Linked DNA regions of Sus scrofa: region 2 is linked to region 1. A link is a contact called in public Hi-C data. All regions are on one chromosome and are shown on one strand. The core of a region is the stretch at or near the end of the contact, and the rest is flanking DNA. Distances in the headings are between cores, read along the strand shown. Region 1 overlaps TANC1 (protein TANC1). Region 2 overlaps TANC1 (protein TANC1).

The links. A called contact is a pair of places that touch in the nucleus more often than the background predicts.
Region 2: a contact with region 1 is called in a Hi-C map of fetal heart ventricle, with 4 times the contacts expected there. The contact joins two enhancer-like sites. A contact is called at or near these places in 3 of 47 Hi-C or Micro-C datasets (embryonic fibroblasts, fetal heart ventricle and heart right ventricle) and 1 of 2 datasets of contacts at active chromatin or transcription factors (skeletal muscle).

The regions. Positions count from the first base shown.
Region 1 is chr15:66,063,666-66,066,890 of Sscrofa11.1, forward strand. The region is part of intron 3 of TANC1 (protein TANC1); the gene reads left to right. Among named protein-coding and RNA genes, the nearest start is that of TANC1, 150 kb to the left of the region's middle. Within about 2 kb of position 1,571, at least 4 of the 83 cell types and tissues checked have an H3K27ac peak or open chromatin away from gene starts, as enhancers often do.
Region 2 is chr15:66,161,630-66,164,997 of Sscrofa11.1, forward strand. TANC1 (protein TANC1) reads left to right here. Exons shown (of 26, transcript XM_021074763.1): 25 at 1-90; 26 at 752-3,368. The coding sequence ends at 2,174. Among named protein-coding and RNA genes, the nearest start is that of WDSUB1, 76 kb to the right of the region's middle. Within about 2 kb of position 1,807, at least 13 of the 83 cell types and tissues checked have an H3K27ac peak or open chromatin away from gene starts, as enhancers often do.

The DNA of each region.
Region 1 (3,225 bases), core at 321-2,820:
ATTTATCTTAAACCTTGCAAACTGGGCAAGTTGGTGTCCCACCCATGGGACAGAGACTCTGCTCAGACCCTGGCAGAAGGGTGGTCTTCCTTAGAGGTCCCACCTGAGGTGGCCTGTGCTCTGCATACTTTGATACTTTTCTCTCAAGGTATGGCCTGTGGTCCCAGCCACACCTGGTAAGTACATCAGAGTCTGCATCTTAACAAGACTCCCAGGGGGTCCTTATGCCCAGTTAGGTCTGAAAAGTGCTTTATACCAGTGCCTTGTTGAGCTGCCCAGTGGTGGTTGGGAGGCAGAGCAGCTAGACGAGCCCATTTCAAGATAATACCTTACAGTCTTATTTTTAAGAGCCTCTTGCCTTAAACAGTCAGTAGCCACATTCCATACTTTATGGGTAATTATTATTGTCGTATTGGATTCTGGTTAATTTTCGGGGATTGACCTGATAACACTTGGTTTACGTAAAGGAGGGAAGTTATTTTACTTTAAGGTGGCTCATGCTTGGGAATGTTGAGCATTTCATTTTAAACAAAAAGCTGTGTGCAGAAAGGTGCTGGGCAGTCGTTTCTCCTGAGTAAGGGGATGTTGGGGGATGAGTTTTTCACTTTTGACCTCCGTTGTTGCAAAAATTTGGCTACTTCGTTGAGGAGTTTTTCATTTCAGCAGCATAGAACTCAGTGTCACTGTGGTTTAATAGATGGTGGCTTAGTGTAACATCAGTGGCTCCTAACTGGTGGGGCTGCCAGTTGTCCTGTCTTGTGGTCCCTCTGGTCAGCTCATGGACTCTGGACACCCTTTGTCATAGAGCCTCCTGTGCAATGGAAACAGTAGTTCTTCTCCGGTTTACTCTGATTCCTCAGGGTTCCTTTTTTAACCTATTTTGGCTGTTTTCTTTTAGGGTAGGGTCTTTCCTCCACTATCTGTGATCCTGGTTTGTGTTTAAAAATAAATCTGGTTGAAAGGGAGCTGTGTGTAAGTGTGTGTGTGTGTGTGTGTGTGTGTGTGTGTTGAGGGCAGCCTTTGTAGTGGTGTGATTCATCAGGAATCCACCATTTCTTTGGGGGCCCGTCCTCAAATGTGATTTTATAGGTCTTTTCTCCCAGAGAGGGATCCTCTAATCCCTTCCTGCAAGCTTGCTGTCAGCGTGTTCACAGCCTGGGGTAGGGGTGGGGGTGTGTGGAGAGATGCATCTGGGACACATGCATCTGCACATAGAATGTTTTTTTCTTTTCTTTTCTTCTTTTTTTTTTTTCCCATCTTTTCTAGAGCCACACCAGTGGCATATGGAGGTTCCCAGGCTAGGGGTCGAATCAGAGCTGTAGCTGCTGACGTACACCAGAGCCACAGCAACCACAGCAACGTGGGTTCCAAGCCACATCTGCGACCTACACCACAGCTCACAGCAACGCCAGATCCTCAACCCACTGAACAAGGCCAGGGATCGAACCTGCGTCCTGTCCTCATGCATGCCAGTCAGATGTCATTTCTGCTGAGCCACAACGGGAACTCCTGCATGGAGAATGTGTCTTAATCCCAGTGTTTGAGTGTAGCACTCGAGAGTTTGGGTTTGAAATTCACCCTTTCCAGGGAAAAAGTCTGCTTCTGGTAGAAGGAGGGAATGCTTCCTGGCTAGGAAAGGGTTCTGGGGGTCTTAGTCTATCTTCAGGAGCTTTCTACCCTATGCTCCTGCCTTCAGAGGTGTCTGTTATGTGCGAGGCTCAGTCCTCTCTCCCTGCCATTTCTCCCCCTCCCCCCCCGAAGCTTTTTCTGCTGTGTTCAGTCCACGCTCCTTGGCAACCTGTTTCCACTTTCAGAAGTTTGGTTTCTTGCCTGTGGTTGTCTTCTTTCCCCACTGGTCTCTCTTAAATCCCTTTACTGCAGCTTTAATGGTGTTTTGAAAGGGAGTGAGGGCAAACGAGCATTCATCTGCTGTGTTTAATGGAAAGTGCCCAAAGATTCTCTAACGAGCGATTGAGAGGGGAAAGAATAAAACCTCTCCAGTTATAAATTTATCTGGCTTTATAGCATTTGAGATTCAGCTGTTTGTGAAAAGCAATTTATATAAAAGGAGCATGTTGGAGAGCACTGGTTTATATTCACTCCGTAATATCTCAACTCCTAGTAAAAGAGGAGATCAGAGACAAATAAGAATGAATAAAAGATTTGCCCCGCCTGTGGATTGGGTGGTGGAAGGTTCCAGTGCCCTGGCATTTTCTAGGATCGCCTGTTTAATCCTGATTTCTTGTTTTATAAGTGCTGAATGGTGAATTCAATATATGGGTTTCAAACCTGCACTGACGACAGAACTGGTTGAATTCTTGCTCATGCATGAGCCATGAGCAAATTGTTTAACTGATTTGATCCTCAGCCTCCTGACCTAAAAATGGGGGAAATGGTGCTTTTCTCTCAAAATTATTGGGGTTGAAACAATGAATGTACATACATGCTTAGCGTAGTGTGACCACTGAATACAGTGTTAATGACTTTGTTGCATTCTGGGTCTCCTTTCCTTTCCAGCCTCACTGTTCCCTGTGTCAGGCACTGTGCCAGGGCTGGGAGCCAGAGCAACCTGGCCTCTGCTCTCCTGGATTTTCCCCTTAGAGCTGAAGGCTCCCTGATTCATCTTTCAGCTCTGGGACGTACTGAGATCCAAGTTGGGGAGGAAGGGGGCCATATTTGAACCTAGGTCTGCCCAGCTCCTGAGGCTCTGCTCTTAACACCATTACTCAATGTTGAGTGTTTCTTACAGCAAGTGGTCAGCCTCTGACTAGAACAGTTATAGACAAGCAGTTGGGCATAGATGCTTTCTGAAGGCTCTCAGTGACCTAGGGGTTCGATGTTCCAGCCTTTCCTAACAACCATTATACATCCTTGTGAAATAGCCCACATTTTAAGAGAGTGCTTACTATTAGAGAACATTTGAAGGATGTGGGGTAGGATTGGAGGTAGATTGGAGCCTGGAAGTAGATCTCTTTAGATTTGGTGTTACTATATATACCCTAAAGAGTTGAGGGGAGCAGAAAGTGCATGGTTGCTGGTTGGGGCAGTTTGAATCATTGGACAATAATCATAAAAGGCTTTAGCTCCCTTGGGTCCTTTAGATGGAGAAGAACAGATGCCCTTGATCTCTTCCGCCGTAGGGAGTAGGTTCGGGAACCAAGAGTGTAGAAGGTTCTTGTCTTTGTCCTGGGTCCATTTCTGCTTACCCTATGAAGACCCTTCTTC
Region 2 (3,368 bases), core at 557-3,056, 98 kb after region 1:
GGCGGAAGAATTTGCTTCCAAGGCTCTCGAATTGAAACCAAAGTCCTACGAAGCCTTTTATGCCAGGGCGAGAGCAAAGAGGAGTAGCAGGTACCAGCAGGGGCAGATACTCGACTGGAGAAGCCTTCCTGCCTTCCTCTGGCATCAGAGCTGCTGCTTGACTTTTGTGGGCTTCTGATGCAGTGCCTCTCCTCCCTTGTATTGCTGAATTGGTAGCTTCCAAGAGGCACAGCCATGGATATTATTAGCAATGGCTAAACTTTGATTTTCTGCAGACATCTCAGTAACTATTCCTCCCCTCCACTACAGTTGACATTTACTGCCACATAAAGTTCCTAGCTTAGTCTGGCTGTCAGAGAGCCTGCCAACTAGAGCCACGAGGGAAGCAGGAGGTGGGGGTGGGGGGGGAAGCAGGGAGGAGTCACTAGGACTTGAGGTGCAGATGGATGTGGTGAGAGGGATGGTGAAGGCGATAGGAAGAGGATTTTGACACCACTGCCTTAGGCCTGGTCTCACCCCAGCCCAGGGGTCTTCAGAGAGACAGCAGGGCCCTGGAGTAGCAGATATAGGTTAGAATTCGCTCCCACTCAGCTGAGTAACTCTAAGCTAGTTCACTGGGTGCCAGCCGCCACAGTAAGTGTGCAGTACCCACTTGGCTCCCTGCTCTTTTTAGCACAGCAGCTTTATGACCACTTACATTAGAGCTTGTTCTCACACGGCTTGTAATTGCATCTTCTGTTTTAACATAAAGGCAGTTTGTAGCCGCCCTGGCTGACTTGCGAGAAGCTGTGAAACTCTGCCCCACCAACCAGGAGATCAGGAGACTCCTGGCCCGCGTAGAGGAGGAATGCAAGCAGCTCCAGAGGAGTCAGCAGCAAAAGCAGCAGGGCCCGCAGCCAGCTCCGCCCACCGACTCGGACAATGAAGAGGACACCCCAGCCCCCGGCCTGAGCGACCCCCTGCATCTTGAGGAGGCTGAAGAGGAAGAAACTTCCCCGCAGGAAGAATCCGTTCCCCTGGCTCCAAGGTCCCAGCCGTCCTCATCTGCCCCCTCCCCTTATATCCGAAACCTTCAAGAAGGGCTACAGTCCAAAATCAGGCCAGCATCGCCACAGAATCGGCCCGGAATCTGCAAGCCCCCCAGGGAGCCGGTGGCTCAGCCGGGGCTGACTGTACAGCCCAGCAGGCAGGCTCAGATCGTGAAAACCAGCCAGCACCTGGGATCTGGACCATTAAGCATGAGAAATGGCAGCTCGAAAATGCCGGTCCCCTCTCAGAATCCTCCCCCGAGTCCCATGCCAGGTAGGCTCCCTGGTAGCAGAAACCAGCATCTGGAGGGAGCAGGTCCCTTCACTGTGGGAGCTGCTTCTAGCCACTTTGGAGATCGGCCAGGGCCCAGCCACAGCGTCCAGCAACAAGCCAGTGAGAGTGACGCCACATGCCCTTTACCAAGCAAGATAAAAACTGCAGACAGGCTTCTGCCTCACGCTGCTGTGGCTGTGGATGTGGCCCCTCTAAACCCAGGAGGGCACGTGAGCTGCAGCGACGTGCGTCACCCAGCCTCCCTCACCAGCTCAGGCTCTTCCGGTTCCCCGTCAAGCAGCATCAAGATGTCAAGTTCAACCAGTAGTTTGGCTTCAAGCAGCAGTTTTTCAGATGGCTTCAAGGTCCCAGGGCCAGATGCTCGAATTAAAGACAAGGTTGGGAACCAGATTCCGAGCGGCACAGCCGAGCACAGACCACGCAACACTCCGTTCATGGGCATCATGGATAAGACCGCGAGGTTCCAGCAGCAGGGCCATCCTCCTAGCCGCGCCTGGCACTGTGCAGTGCCAGAAGGGCTGCTGACAAACTCACCTTCTGCAGCTGGCCTGCAGTCCTCGAACACAGAGAAGCCCTCTCTTAAACAAGCAGGAGGATACAGTAGCCAAGCCAAAACCTGTTCTGTTTCTACCCTGGCTGCAGGTGTCCACAATGGGGCACAGGCAAAGGAGCTAGAAGAAAAGAAGTGCCAAATTCCTGTCCACTGTCAAGACAGCAGGATAACTAAGACTGTTTCTCATCTGTATCAGGAAAGTATCTCCAAACAGCAGCCTCATATCAGCAATGAAGCCCACAGGAGTCACCTCCCTTCAGGAAAACCAAAGCGATCATTTATAGAATCAAATGTGTGAGCCTTAAGAGAGACCCATTTGTAGTATTTGGGAAAACAGTGTGTTGGCTTCTGGTGGTGATTAAATGATTGTTCATGAGGAAAATTACTTTTTAGCTATGTATTTTTCCCCCCAGGGGTGGATCAGATGCCAGTGATATATTAAAAACGTGGGATTAAATTTCTTTGATAAATAGATAGATGTCACCAGAAATAAGAATGCTAACCAGAATTGGAAACCAGAGTAATGTCTATTATGTTAAAAACCTAACACAGCCAAGAAGACATTAACCCATGCTTTTCTCTTATGAAATTGTTTGGTTTTTATCATTTTTCTCCTAGCCTTTGCTATGTGGTAAGATCATATTATTTCTTAGAGAATGTAAATGTCTAGTGATAGGTTTAACTCATGCTATAATATCCAGGTGTTGTGTTATAGAAAACATGGAATTTTTTTCTTTTTTTTTTTTCCAGGGCCGCAGGTGCAGCCTATAGAAGTTACCAGGGTAGGGGTCGAATTGGAGCTATAGCTGCCAGCCATGCCATGCTGGATCCTTACCCCACTGAGCGACGCTAGGGACTGAACCCACATCCTCAAGGATACGAGTTGGGTGTGTTTCCACTGAGCCACAATGGGAACTTCCAAAGATGGAATTTTCAAGTTACACTTCCATTGAGGAGTCACATCACTCCCCCCCCTCCCCTGCAAGCCGTAAATGTTACATAGCTTGTTTGTTTTTCAAGCAAAATATGAGAACATCCAAGTATTGTTCCCTTCATAGCTTATGTTTAACTTCTGTTATGGTTTTCATTAAAAATATTTTAACAGCCCCTCTTGGAACTATATTCCTACTTCAAGGTGTTCTTAATATTTGGAAACAGTACAAACCGTTTGGAATCATGACGGGTGGTTAAGTTGAATTTAGACTTAAATACTAGGAATATAGCATTCTCGGTGACATGTAAATTAGCTCTCAACTGGTTCCCAAACTGCTTTTATCAATGATGGCACTCCTGGACCAAGCCTTCCAAGGTCCTTTAAGGACAGTATTTAATTTGGATACTTAGGGTGTGGTCAGTTGTTGCTTTTGTTCTATTATACAATTATTATAGTCACATGTTGTACATAGGAAATAGCCAAGTTGTATTCAGACTTGTAAATATAACTATTTCAAAAAGTTAATCTTTTAAAAAAAAGTCATATTTGCATGTTCTT